Regions from separate parts of the Sus scrofa genome. Here region 1 is linked to region 2. Evidence: chromatin contacts called from public HiChIP or PLAC-seq data. All regions are on one chromosome and are shown on one strand. Each heading gives the region's core, a stretch centred on a gene start, on an enhancer-like site or on the middle of the called end of the contact. The rest is flanking DNA. Distances are from core to core; before and after follow the strand shown.

The links. HiChIP or PLAC-seq counts read pairs in DNA pulled down with a chosen protein or histone mark.
Region 1: a contact with region 2 is called in an H3K27ac HiChIP or PLAC-seq map of alveolar macrophages. The contact joins two enhancer-like sites. A contact is called at or near these places in 2 of 2 datasets of contacts at active chromatin or transcription factors (alveolar macrophages and skeletal muscle).

What each region holds. Positions count from the first base shown.
Region 1 is chr4:14,542,502-14,549,605 of Sscrofa11.1, reverse strand. NSMCE2 (E3 SUMO-protein ligase NSE2) reads left to right here. Exons shown (of 7, transcript XM_021088938.1): 3 at 1,864-1,970. Among named protein-coding and RNA genes, the nearest start is that of WASHC5, 52 kb to the left of the region's middle. Within about 2 kb of position 5,150, at least 5 of the 83 cell types and tissues checked have an H3K27ac peak or open chromatin away from gene starts, as enhancers often do. A contact at or near this core is called in alveolar macrophages, where this site is marked.
Region 2 is chr4:14,209,272-14,216,705 of Sscrofa11.1, reverse strand. No RefSeq gene overlaps it. Among named protein-coding and RNA genes, the nearest start is that of TRIB1, 85 kb to the left of the region's middle. Within about 2 kb of position 5,240, at least 7 of the 83 cell types and tissues checked have an H3K27ac peak or open chromatin away from gene starts, as enhancers often do. A contact at or near this core is called in alveolar macrophages, where this site is marked.

The DNA.
Region 1 (7,104 bases), core at 3,901-6,400, 330 kb before region 2:
CAGCTCGTATCCCACGTTGCTGTGGCTGTGGTGTAGGCTGGCAGCTGCAGTTCAGATTCCACCCCTAGCCTGGGAACTTCCATGTGCCTCAGGTGCAGCTCTAAAAAAAAAAAAAAAAAAAAAAAAAAGCCAAATATAAGTGGCTTTTACCTTATTTCATGACTTTGAAAAGATCTGTTGTATTGTTCTTCAGAGTAGACAAGAAATACTGATATTTATCTGAACTAAGGTATCTGAATGAAGAGTCTTTGTGCATTTCCAAATGTGATTTAAGGATATCAGTTTTATTTTCATTTTTCAGATTTTTAATGTTAACATTTTTATTATCCTGTATTCCCTCTCTTTTCCTGATCTATTAAATTGTACGTTTAGAGCTTGAAAAAAAAAACAGTTTAAAAAACACTTTTAAGTATATATCTCACTTTTCCAATCTACTAATCACTTTTCATAGTCCCCTGTTCCCTGAGGGTCTTTTAATTTTTTTTAACTATACTAGGCAGAGTTGTTTCATGCCCTGGCTGATGGATAATTCCAGTATCTGGAACGTTTGGGGATTTGTTTCTGCTGATTCTTACTCTTGGTGGCTTGTTTTCTTGTGAGGTTTTGGGTTTTATTTGCTTTGTTTTGTTTTTTGGGTTTGGTTTAAACTCCCCCCTCCCCTCCTCCCCTCCCCGTCTGCTCATTTTCCTTAACAATTATTTGTAGGGTTATTTGAGGCCTCAGACCAAAGCGTCTTCTCCAGAGGGAGTACATGTGGGTACTTTGACTGTGAGACCACCTCCCACCAAGGTCAGAGCTTAGGTTCCTGGGACCACTCATCTGAGCGGGAACCCAGGCTGCCAGTCCAGGAAGGCTGGCTTGTTGCAAAGGCTGGCTCGTTGCCACAGCTTTTTTGAAACAGGTTTGTTTTCTCTCCTCCTTCTCCCTGTTCTGCTCAGCGGCCACGGCCAACCTTGCAGCGGCCTGGATGAGCAGGATGCGATAACTCGTGGTTCATCTTCATTCTGAGGAGTGGGGACCCAGCTTATTGGGGGAGGGTATACGACTTTGGTGTCCTGCGTTCTGCTTTTTTCTTTTTTGATTTTCCCTAGATTTTGCCCTAGTTGGTTCTTACTATCTTGTTTACTATCTTGTTTATAGGGAGTTTTTTTTTTTTTCTTCCTGTTTTATCCATTTTAGTTTTCTTCATTAGGAGGCTTGGTCCAATCCAACTTACCATTACTAGAAGTGGCTGTCTTCCTTATTTGATTTTTTTTTTTTTTTTTTTTTGCTATTTTAGGGCTGCACTTGCGACACATGGAGGTTCCCAGGCTAAGGGTCGAATTGGAGCTGCAGCCGCCGGCCTATACCACAGCCATAGCAACTCGGGATTTGAGCCGCATCTGCGACCTACACCATAGCTCATGGCAACGCCGGATCCTTAACCCACTGAGCAAGGCCAGGGATCGAACCCGCATCCTCATGGATTCTAGTCAGGTTCGTTAACCACTGAGCCACGAAGGGAACTCCTTTTCCTTATTTGATCTTTGACAACCTTATGAGTTTCATGTGCAGAGATATAACTGGGCAGCTTTAATGGATGAGGGGAACTGAGGCTGAGAAAAGCGTAGTGTTGGTTAAAGTTAACCAGGTAAGTGGCACAGCCTGGAACTCCAGAGTTTCCTCTCCCTTCCTGCCTTTGAGCTTTTTTCTACTGGGTGTGTTCTTCAAACTTTGAATGAGGCAGGCATATGTTGAAAATATGTAATACCTTTACAAAATCATTTAATCATTTAGAGAGACCATTGACTGATAACTTACATTGTACAGCTGTTTCCAGATGCGGCATTTTAAATGAGAAATAATATTTTTTTTTTTTTCCAGCTGAAGTGAGTAGTGAGTACAGTATGGATAAGGCGATGGTTGAATTTGCAATCATGGATCGGGAACTAAACCATTATTTAAAGGCTGTTCAATCTACAATAAACCATGTAAGTTTATCTCACTCGGTTATATTTGGTTACAGCTGACTTAGAAATAGAAACACAAAACCAAAATTCTTCTCTAACCTTTAATATTTTCTTATCCTTACCATAGTAGCTATTAATATCTTCTTAATCAGGAAGTTCCTAGGATAGGAATCTTAAATATTTTCCCAGATTGGCCACCTGGGTTTAATTAAGGTATTACATCTATTTTAGATTTCCTTGCTTTTTTTTTTTTTTTTTTTTTGGTTCACATTTTTTAGTCTAAGCTTCCTTCACATGTGAGTGGTTTTTAAAATAAAATGCCCAGCAATTGCGTAGAACTTGTTTTTATTGTTGTATTTGCTTAAGCATACAATTTAGACCAGGTTTAGTTACTCATTCTCCAGCTTTAACTAATATACAGCTATTGCAAAATTCATAGAACCAGATAATAGGGAAGAGTTTTAGAGCATGTTTAAAAATAAAGAAGCTTGGCATTTTGGTCTTTCCAGAAGCCAAAGTTATCTTTGTTGGCTCCGGCTGTCACAGGAACAACACATAGGCAGTTAAGGTGGGAACATAGCAACATCCTTTTCAGCAGTACCGGGTTGAGTAAGAAATGAGCAATATGATTGCAGTAATGTTTCTGAGAAGTGCTTTGTCCTCTGAGCAGTGGAAACTCCCCTTTGAACTGATTTCATGTACCTGTGTAATTAGAAGTCTTGTACTTCTGGTTTCTTTATTTGCCTTTTCTTACTTATATCTATAGGAAAATTCCAAAAATCAAATATTTTACAAGCTTGGCTACTACTCAGGGGATGATAAGTTTTTTAATATGGTTTAATACCTAAGCCATACTTAAATGAGTATTGCATGGTTATATGTTCATGGTTATATGCATTTTTTTCCTGTTTTTTTTTTTTTTTTCTCTTTAAAATTCTTTTTTTTTTTTTTAATGGTTAATATTTATTAAGTGTAGCATTTGTGGCTAACTTAAGAATGTCTGTTTCTATCCAAGTAATAAACTCATTCAACTTATAAAATTCTGGTATTTCTAGCCATTGTGACTGTTAGTCTTGGTACTGTGAATATTTCTTCCGTAGGAAAATATGAAAATGACATCGTGTTGGAGTCTTTGAAACTGGATAGCAAAACACGTAGACCAAAGGTTTTTAACTTCAGCTGACTCCTAGGACAGTCTCTACACTGAAGAGATTCTGATTTCAATGGTTTGGAGCAGGATTGGAGCACTAGTGTTTTTTCAAAACTCATCCTAATGTGTATCCAGGGTTGAAATCCACTGACTTAAAAGAACAAGGCTGACTTTATAGAATAAAGTGTGTTTTTTCCCTAAGATCAGAGTTGGCTTATTATCTAGATCAATCCTGCTTTGACCCTTATATTCTGTGGAGGTTATTTGATAGGCCTTTGTATCTTTAACCTTGAGGTTTTGCAAATGTAACAGCAAGTGTATATTATAGATAAGAAAACAGATTTTGGAAGTTAACTCAATGTGGATTTTTTTTTTTCTATTAAACTCTAGGATTCACAGATACTTAAGGTATTTGTACATAAAAAAAATGAATTTTTCCTTCTTCAGAAAACTGAGTGACTCATAAAAAAGAAAAGAAGGAAAAAGTAAAAGCAACCCTCATCCACATTGAATAGCTAACAGCATTTCTTTCATCCTGAGGCCTCATCCCATTAGCCGAAGCCTACTAAACAGGAAAGTTTTTTGTTTTTTGTTTTCTGTCTTTTTAGGGCCACCCCTGCAGCTTATGGAGGTTCCCAGGCTAGGGGTCAAATTGGAGCTGTGGCTGCCGACCTACATCACAGCTCACAGCAACGCTGGATCCGAGCCACGTCTACGAACTACACCACAGCTCATGGCAACGTCGGGTCCTTAACCCACTGAGTGAGGCCAGAGATGGAAGCTGCATCCTCATCGATCCCAGTCAGATTCGTTTCCACTGCAGCACGACAGGAACTCCTGTACAACTCTTTAAAAATAGCAATGGCCTAGAGATCAGAAACTCTTCCAACCCCTGTGCTTCCATTTTCTAAGTTATGATCCTGGGTCAAGAAACTTAACCTCTTAGAACCTCACTTTCCTCACCTATAAAATTCTTGGCCTGCCTGTTTCACAAGATTATTATGTCACTCAGATTAGATAGTATGTATCAAACACTTTGATGTTCATAAAATTTGGTGGAGATAAAGATAATATGTTATTGCAAACCCAGACTTCTAAACAAAACTCCTTAGGAAGGTGGAACAGGATCTTTCTTAAAAACAAGTACTTTGCTCGCTTTATTTTAGGGCTTTGAAATAAAACTTTTATTGGCTTTGAACTGTCCTCCTCTGGAATTCAAGTATCATAGAGGATTAGCTATAAGCTAGTAAAGTTACAGTATATGGTATTTATGATCTCTAAGACAAAGCGACTGTTTTAAGTCTGATTATTAAGACCGAATACAGATGATAGGAACCTATATGAGTCCCTTTTAACTTCTGCCCTGCCAGACGTTTTTAGAGCTACAGTACTTCCGTTACTGTATCATTTGCCAAGATTTTCATCCACCTTGAGGTCTTTTTGTTGATGAATTTTCATATAGTCATAGAAAGTTGGAAAAAAAATTTTTTCATCATCAAAAAGCATTGAAGTTTATTATTTAAATAAAGGTCTCTCTCCCGCTCTCACCTTCACAGAATCCTGAAGGTTACACACCTCTGAGAAGGTTTTAGAAATTCACTTTGGAACCCTAGAGGTGTGGCTCAGTTTACCAACCATCCCTGCAAAGTCCCTTTGGCATTCAGTGGAAGCTCTCGGATTGCCATTCTTTGTCCTTTGAGAAAATAAAGCTACTGTATTTTACAATACCTGAAGATTTTATTTGGGATCAGTGTTTGTTTTAGTGCTCCAAAACTTTTTTTTAATAGGACTTTGTCCCAGCTATTTTGTAGAGGAAATACTATGCAGTGAGCACTTAAAAAAAAAAAAAAAAAAAAAATTCCCAGACAGCCTGTAAGTCATTTATAAAAACTTTCAGGATAAATGGGTTATATACCTGGCACAATTCTTGTTTGTAGTGTTGAACTGCAAAGAATTCTGTATGAACTCTTTGGAGACTTTTCAGTCATGAGACCACACATGTGATGAAAGTGTTTTGAAAGCTGTGAAATGGCACACAGATAGGCTATGATGCACTTACTTCTTTTATCGCTGTTAGTGCTGGGGAAAACTTTTCTCAGTTCCCTGTGGAGAACAGCGCGATGTCCCGAACCTGCGCTTTTGATGACCTAATGTTCCCTTCCGTGATTTCTAAGCTTTTATTATTTGAGTATTTTGAAGGAGCACTGCTGGCTGGCTTTTTTGTTCTCAAACACTCACTGAATAAATATTTTCTAAACACCTATGCACCAGGTACTTCTAGGTGCAAGAAATAGGAGGTCAGCAGCAAAGCCCACATGACCCCCCCCCTTCAGAATGTCTGAAGTCTGGAGAGGGAGTCCAACATTTAAGTAAGGGCAATACAGATGTTACTTAGTGATTGTCGTGCTGTGTACCACAAAGGCAGAGTGAAGTATTCAAGGACAGGGAATAACTCAGGGGGCATAATATCTGTGGGGGGATGATTGGTGGCTGGGGGACTCCTTCCTCATGAGGTGATATTTAATCTAAGATGAAAGTCAAATGAGCCTCCATATGGGGATCGTGATATGTAACTTCTCTGTCTTGAGTCACTCTTACATGTTGAAAGCATCTTTTAAAAAATTTTCTTGATGTCAGAGTTTCAGAGTGCCTTGACCACAACTAAGTCTGAATTTGAGAAAATTCAGCCAGAGAAGGTCTCCTTTTATGTACAGAAAGCGTAAAGTATGGAGAGTAGTTGAGTAGCCTACCTAAGGTTGGTCAAGGATTCATTCATTCACAGATGGGAGCGCCTACGGCTTGCCAGGAGCTGTGCTTATTAGTAAAGCAGGTTATGGTGATAGTTGATTTAAGAGTCATTTCATTACTGGTATTCTGCCTCTCAAGCCATTTCACTGACAAAGGCGATATCCCTCTTGAAGTCAGACTCTTTATCATGTATTGAACAAACAGTGGTAATACTGTGCACTGCGTATTTCTGGTTCTGGGTTTATGTAATGGTTTTGAACTAAACCTGAAGTCCTGTCTTGTGGTCTTCAGGTTCCAGAAGGTGGGCACCAGCTTAGTTCAGTGAATCCTCAAATCTATTCTCAAATACATGTTTTTTTCAAATAAGAGATGATAAAAGAGTCCAACCACTGTTGTGGGGGTGGTCCTCGCAACTTTTATATAACCTTAATTCTCATAGTGAAAAAGCGTGAGCTCCCCAAAGCCAAATGACAGATAGCCTAACAGATCAGATTAGTTACAGATGTTATTATTAACGGTCAGTGGTAAGATATACACTTTCTTTGCTTCTCAATGAGCAGTCTTGTCTTAGAGTTTAGCAAAAGTAAAGCTTAAGATTCACATTATACTTTGGCATTTATTTCTCATTATACTTAATTGTCCAGTTTCACTATAGCAAACTTTAAATCTTAGAAGAATTGTCAGATTTTACCTGTATATTGTTCTTTTAGTATGTGCTGCTTCACCATGTTACCTTATTGGAAAATCCAGAGCATTTGTATTTTCTCCACTTCTACTATTTTCTTTTGTGCTGCAAGCATCTTACAGATTATCTAAGATTTGAAAGCATTTAAATCAGATTGCTGCCACATAGTTGTTTGTGGTTTTTGAAGTCAGTGTTTTATAACAACTCCTACAAAAAGCCTAGGGAGGGAGGATATTTTCCTTATTAACCTAATAGGAGCAATTAGTTGCTAGATAAGTTCACTTGTATCGTTTCTTATAAATCTCTTCACAGATACACCCTGGGAACTGTGGTTCTCACCTGATAAGCTAACCTGAACATTTAATCTGCCTTTTAAAACTAGTATGTTGAGAGTTAGAAGAGTGGAAATATGTCTCATGTAACTTGTTTGAAACTCACACAGTCTTAGATAGAATAAAAGAATGAAGTGGGTCAAAGGTATAGCTTACCTGGGCCTTGACGTTATGCACCTAGTTTAGAATGTTTTTGGCTCTCACTTCCCTGTGCTTCCTCACCCTTCACCCTTCATCAGC
Region 2 (7,434 bases), core at 3,991-6,490:
GCTATGGTGTAGGTTGCAGACCTGGCTTGGATCCCACATTGCTGTGGCTCTGGTGTAGGCCTGCGGCTACAGCTCCGATTAGACCCCTACCCTGGGAACCTCCATATGCCACGAGTGCAGCCCTATAAAGACAAAAGACGAAAAAAAGAAAGGAAGTCCAGAGGAATAACAATATAAAACAAAACACTTTTCTTTGAGACAGGGAAAAGAGTATGTCATTGTTTTTTTCAAGATATAATCTGATATGAAAAGCTGTCATAGAATTGCACTAATTCCGGAATTCTCATCGTGGCTCAGCAGTAATGAACCCAACTAGTATCTATGAGGACTTGGGTTCGATCTCTGGCCCTGCTCAATGGGTTAAGGATCCTGTGTTGCTCTGGTTGTGGCGTAGCCTGGGGGCTACAGCTCCCACTCGACCCCCAGCCTGGGAACTACTATACACTGCAGGTGCGGCCAGAAAACAAAAAGACAAAAAAAAAAAAAAAAAAAAAAAAAGAATTGCCCTGATTCCCATAACCAGTTTCCCAAACATGTTAAGAGTAAAAGGAGTTTGTAAGGCAGAATGCACTTTCTAAATTTCACATTTTAAACTGATGATGTTCTCCTACAGAATGTCACATCACACCAGATCTGTTTACAGAATGTGCAATACTTTTTGTTTTGTGCCAGACATGAATATTAACATACGGTTTCTGCCACCTCTCTCTCATTCTGGTATTAGTCAGAGTTAGGAAAAAAATTATCAAGTTACTTAAGTGCTCTCTCTCTAACAATAAAGAAAAAAAGTATATTTAGTGCACGCTTCCTCAGCTGTCAAAAAACATTTCTGAAAAATAAAACGCATTTACCCAATGGTTTACATGATAGAAAAATCATTCAGTAGGATATGCTGTGAGTGAAAATAGACTAACCCTAAAACCTGAAGAGGCTTTCCGGGTCTTATGCTTTTGTCTTACTGACAACAAAGTGGGATGTCAGGTACAATAATTTGCCCTTCACTTTGGAGGGGACATCCTCTCCTTTCCCAGAACCCATTAAAACTGATGCATCAGGACCCTGCATCTTTGTGGGGTTTACCTCCCAACCTCCGGAGTGCATGTGTCTTATCAAGACCTCCAAGGTACTTGCCACTTCTTACTCATCACTTACAGATTAAGGGAAGTCATTAATGTAGTTGACCAATGTGCTGTTTCATGGAATGGCCAGGTAGTCCTAGCTAGACTACAACAGAGGGTAGAAGAGTTACTATAGCCCTGGAGGAAGACTGTCCATGTAGAGTGTTGTCCATTCCACACCTGTGCAAGCTGCTTCTGGTCCTCCTTCCTGGGAGATGTGAAGAAACACCTTCATCAGCTTGGCTCAGTGGCCCCACTCCATCCCTCCATCCAGGGGAAGTACTGCCTACAGCACAGCAATTAGATCAGAGCTACCTCTTGGCTGTGTCAACATCAGTTTCAGCCTCTAGATCCTTCTAGGGTATTGTTAGTGGCCTGATTAACAAATTAAATGGAGCTACGGTGGGAACTACCATCTTTGTATCCTTTAGATCTATGAAGGTGTCACTAATCTCTCTCTGATGCAACACTGATTTTGATTTCCTATCTTGGTTAGTGGGGGTTGGGTAGGTGGAGGCAGTTTAAGTTTCTACCTGTCCTTCCCCACTATGACAGTTCTTACCTCACAGGCCAAGCAAACAACATGAAAGTTCTGCCAACTATCAAGTTGAGCCATTCCAGTTGTATATTTCAGGACTGAGGAAATAACCACCGGGTGAGAGGGCTGAGCCTGGATTCCATTTCTCACACAGCCCCCAGACATTCTCATTCTAACAGGGGCCAAGGTAATATTTTCTTTTTTTTAAAAAAAATCTCAGACGTGATACCCAAAGTTCCTGGGCATTTTCTTATCCCAGTAATGCTCTGGAAGTCCCTTTGACATGTTAGTAACTGGTCCTTCTTCCTGAGGGGTTGATCTTCCCTTCAGTCAAAGCATTCCATGTCTGAAAATGGGAAATTTGGCAAGAGATCCTGATTTTTTCTGACTGCCTAGATTGAACAATTGCTCATCTAACTTGTCGTCAGGGATGTTGAGTTCTATTAACCACCTCCACGCTATCTGTGGGTCAGGCCCTAGCTGCCAGTGACTTTGCTGCTCCAAGGACTGTGCCTACTCTACTTACCCCCCAACCCATCCCCTGTGTTGGAGTCCTTGTTGTCAGCCAGCTGGCAGATGGGTGAATCAGCTTCAAAATCCTCTTTTAATCTGCTTTCTTAGACCACCCACTTCTGGCACCAACTCTAAAGCCAGACACTCTGGGAAATAGATTCTGGGACAGATATTTGAATTCAGGGTGTTTAATGGGGAATGCTTTGGGGAACAACACCTGCGAGGCAAGAAGAATATAGGACTAGCAGAGGGAGAAGTTGAATTCTGATGTAGTTGCAATGGCGGCCTCAGCCAATCACACAGGGAGCTCAGAGGCTGAGCTGGTCCTGCGGGGTTGCCCTAAGTGGAGGCTTTAGATCTTCTCTGTTGACCACTAGTGGGCAGCTCACAGGAAGGGGAGATAACTCCAGATGAAGCAGTGTCTTTCAGTTAAGAAAAATTCCTGGGTCGGAGTTCCCTGGTGACACACCCGGTTAAGGATCTGGCATTGTCACTGGGGGAGCTTGGGTTGGATCCCTGGCTGGAGAACTTCTGCATGCCACTGGAATGGCCAGAAAAAAAAAGAACAATTCTTATGGAGGGACAATTTCTGGGTGAATGAGGGGCTCAGTCTTAGAGGGTGATCTGGGCAGAGATCATCTTGTCTGGCCAGTCGAGCTGTTGGTCCCAAAGTGTGGTTCCCAAACCAAGAGCATCAGCATCACCTAGGAACTTGTTAGAAATCCAACATCTCTGGCCTCCCCCAGACCTGCTGACTCCAAAACTCTAGGTATAAGCTACAGCAGCCTGTGTTTTAACACACCCTCCCAGTTCTTTGCATGTGGTAGAAGTTTGAGTTCTAAGGTACTATGGGGAACATGATCTAGCGGGTGACTGCTAAACATGTGACGAAAACTCCTCTGGTCCTGGGTCATGTTTCCGAGGACATGTAGAGAGGCACATTTGACTATGGGACATGGATGTAGAGTGATATCTATTTATAATTTCCTTGGTCAACTTTTCCTTGTTCATGTGTTTCTCAATGGACTGATCCACCTGTTTGCGCCCTAAGGTTTTTCTCAAAGAAAGTTCCAGGAGTTTTCAGGAAGGACCAGGGTCCTGAGCCGCATGAGCCTCTGCGAACTTTGACATTAATCTTAGACAGCCTAGTGGAAAGGCAGTGGGCTCTGGCATCAGGAGAACCTGGTTGACCGAAGGAGTTCCTTTTCTTTTTTCTTTTTTTTGTCTTTTTGCCATTTCTTGGGCCGCTCTCGCGGCATATGGAGGTTCCCAGGCTAGGGGTTGAATCCGAGCTGTAGCCGCCGGCCTACACCACAGCCACAGCAACGCGGGATCTACACCACAGCTCACAACAACGCCGGATCCTTAACCCACTGAGCAAGGCCAGGGATCGAACCCGCAACCTCATGGTTCCTAGTTGGATTCGTTAACCACTGTGCCACGATGGGAACTCCAGGAGTTCCTTTTCTTGTCTGCAAAAGAATGGGGCTGATGAGTAAGGGGACATCACACATGGTGACTGCTAAACATGTGAGGTCCACTTTCATGTCCAGTGTCCCCTGTTCAAGGTTCTGCTCTGCCGTCACCACACCTCTTCCCATCTCAGGGCTGTTCCCCCATCAACAGGGTGGAAGGGCACTGATCTTGATGGATTCTGAGGTTCCCTGCATTCTATTTAAGCGCCTATGAGTGGGAGTCACGTTGGTCACCCTTGTCCTCCAGACATTTGGGGAGAGTCGTCCAGGGTGTTTAAAATCTCCCTTCAAATACAGTCCCAAGCCCTGGCCTGGCCCCATTGTGATCTGGCGTCTGGATGCTTCTCAGACCTGCCCTCCTCCTCACCGTACACACTCTGGCTGCTCTGTCCCTTCCCCGTCTTTGAGCAGGCCAGCCTTCCCCCCATTTGACGGCCTTTGCATTTCTGACACCCTCTCCCAGATCATTCCACACCGGTTCCCCAGCTCCTTGCTGCATGACTGACTCCTTCTCATCTTCCGGGTGTCTGCTCATTGTCACCTCCTTGGAGAAGTCTTCCCTAATCACCCCCCTTTCTCAGCACCCTCCCCTGCCTCAGTTATGATTGATCGATTGCACCAGCCCATCTGTTTTCTGCAAAGTGCTTTTCATGACCTGAAGCTCTCTTGCCTTGTTTTGTTGTGGGTTTACTTGACTATCGTCACTTGAATGTACAGCTCTGTGAGGCTGGAACCTCTGATCTGGCCCAACTCATGACAGTGACTCTAAGTAATGACCCTCATGCACAGTAAGCACTCAAAGAATAGTTTTGAGGAGTTCCTGGTGTGGCACAGCGGAAACGAATCTGACTAGGAACCATGAGGTTATGGGTTCGATCCCTGGCCTCGCTCAGTGGGTTAAGGATCTGGCATTGCCGTGAGCTGCGGTGTAGTTTGCAGACACTGCTTAGATCTGGTGTTCCTGTGGTTGAGGTGTAGGCTGGCAGCTGTAGCTCTAATTCGACCCCTCGCCTGGGAACCTCCATATCCCGCAGAGGCAGTGATAAAAAGCGAAAAAGGAAAAGACTAGTTTTGAGTAGGTGAGGGAGTGGAGACGTACCTGGGCACCCTGCCTGGCATTCTCTCTCTCTCCTTGACCAGGCCCCTTTGGCTCTCATCACTGAGACATGGGTTTCAACAGACAGGCCCATTTCCTCACGCCATCAGGGTACTGCACTCACAGGGCTTGCTACCCAGCCTCAGGAACCGGCGGGACGTGCCGGATGGGCTGGGCCTGGCTCTGCTGCCCTGGATGCCCCCTCCCAGCATCTCAGGTCTCTGAGGCCAGGAGAGAGAGAGCAATGAGAAAAAGGGACTGGCCCTGGCTTTGCCTGCAACGAGCCAGCAAATACACACACGCACACCAACAAGCCAGCAAACACACACATGCACACCAACAAGCCAGCAAATACACACACGCACACCAACTAGCCAGCAAATACACACGCGAACACAGGCATCTGGTTTTGAATTTCAGTGAGGATGTGTCAGCAGAGCCTGGGTTACGCCAGCCAGGGGTGGGTGGGGAGGGAGACAGAGGGGGTTATGTCACTGGTGAGGTGTGGTGGTGTAATGTAGGGTGACAACATCATGCAGGCCCGGATGTGGTGTCAACAAACACGAGCGGGGCTTCGGGCTGGGAGCGGGGGAAGTGTTGGGGTGACCCCTCGGGGAAGGGAAGAGCAATGGTACTTTCCTGGGCAGGTCGACCAGATGCCAGGTGCTTTCGCATGAGAAATCCATAAGGATTCTTACACTGGCCAGGCAGAGCTCATATTCCTGGTGTCACTTTCACATGTAAGGAAATTGAATTTATTGAAGAAGTGTGCCCAAGATCATTTGTCCCATGCGTAGAGCTGGATCCCACGGCAGTTCTGTTAGTGCTATTTCCCTGTTCTTAGGGCCTCTGGGTGGGCCAAGCGGCTGACCACGTTCTCAACTAACAGAGCAACGCATCTGAATCTCACCAGTTTTTTCCAGGGGTCTTTGACTTTCCCTGGGAGGAATCCTTGGCTCCTTTCTTCATGTTCCCATATATTTGCAGTTCTGCAGTTGAAACATGGTAAGTTGCTGGCCTTTTTAGGTCCTAAGCAGACTAATTGTTGCAATTTCACATAGTTTAGCCTAACTCTCTCATCATTCCACTTTCTAGCCTCCTTCCACTTGTATCTATCTCTTAAAAAGGGCTGAGCTCACGGAGGGCAGGGCCTCAAAGGGCAGGGGAGTTGGCGGGTTTGGATGCTACCCATCCAAGGGAAGAAGATGCTCTCGGGAGACAGAGAAAGGAAATTTTCATTTACCAAGTGTCTTCTCTATGCCAGGTCTTCTGGGTGCTTCTACACATATTCTTCTCTAATCTCCAGTTCAGCCCTGTAGGTGTTTGTCTCCTTGTTGTAGAAGAGGAAACTGAAGTTCTAAGTGCCTTTTTTGTTTGTTTGTTTTGCTTTTTTAGGGCTGAATCCCCAGCATGTGTTGGTTCCCAGGCTAGGGGTCCAATCGGAACTGTAGCTGCCGGCCTACACCACAGCCACAGCAACATCGGATCTGAGCCACATCTGCGACCTACACCACAGCTCACCGCAACGCCAGATCCTTTACCTACTGAGCGAGGCCAGGGATTGAACCTGCAACCTCATGGTTCCTGGTCGGATTTGCTTCTGCTGCACCATGGCGGCAACTCTTCTAAGTGCCTTTTGATGGACCACACAGCTTAGGAAATGGCAGAGCTGAGCTCAAGGCCAGGCTCATCTAACTCAAGAGTCAAATTCTTTTCACATGAAGAACCTTGTTATTTGAAGGACTCCATCACGTGCAGATTTTAGTACCATGCACTTCAGGGACGAGGCTATCTAATTATCCATTGGCTTATTCATTTTGCATATACTTATAAGAATTCTTACTATATATAAAACATGGTAAATGGTTGGGGATAGTGCAGGGACTACAGCAGGCCTGGTTATGGGTCTCACAGAGGCCATGGTTTAGCTCCTTAGTCCCTCGCTAAGAAGTGGTGGATTTATTCATCATTCACTAACTGATTCATCCATCTATCCAGCCGTCCATCCATCATCTCCATCCATCCATCCCCTTATCATTCAGATATTCATTCAATTGACTCGCACATTTATGCATTCATTTTTTCACATGCTCAATCATGTACTCATTTAATCATGTTTTTACTCTTTCCTCCCATTTATCCCTTCAAGCGCTTAAACGTTTATTCGTTTATTCTCTCTGATTCATTCTTTGATTTTCCTCTTCCCTTCACTGATCCACTTAATGAGCTCTAATGCATTTACGCATTCACTTACTCTCACTTTCATTCATTCCTTTCAATCATTTACTCATTAACCACTTATTAGGCCTGTCCTGTGTGTTGGGGACCCCACAGCTATGAGCTCCATAGGGAGGCAGCTGCTGTCCTTGTCCTCTTCAGAAAGCCAGTAAAGGAGAGTCCTCTGAGGCGTCTGTCTAGAGGGAGCCTCCAGGAGCTGTGGAGGGCAAGGGCGTGAACTACAGCCTGCCCGGTCCTCTTCCTAATCCTGGGAGGCTCTCAGGGGAGGCAACAAGCTTCACAAAGGGTCACCTAGGAAGGGATGGATGGGGAGAAGCTGCCCGCCTTCAGCTTTTTGTCTTTTCTCCCTTCTTGTCCGAGAAGACTGCCCAGCAAGTGCTTGGTCTTCCCTGATTCTGGGCAGGGGCTGAGGAGTGACTCAGGGCAGAGGCAATGCCCAGGGTCATAGAACACCTC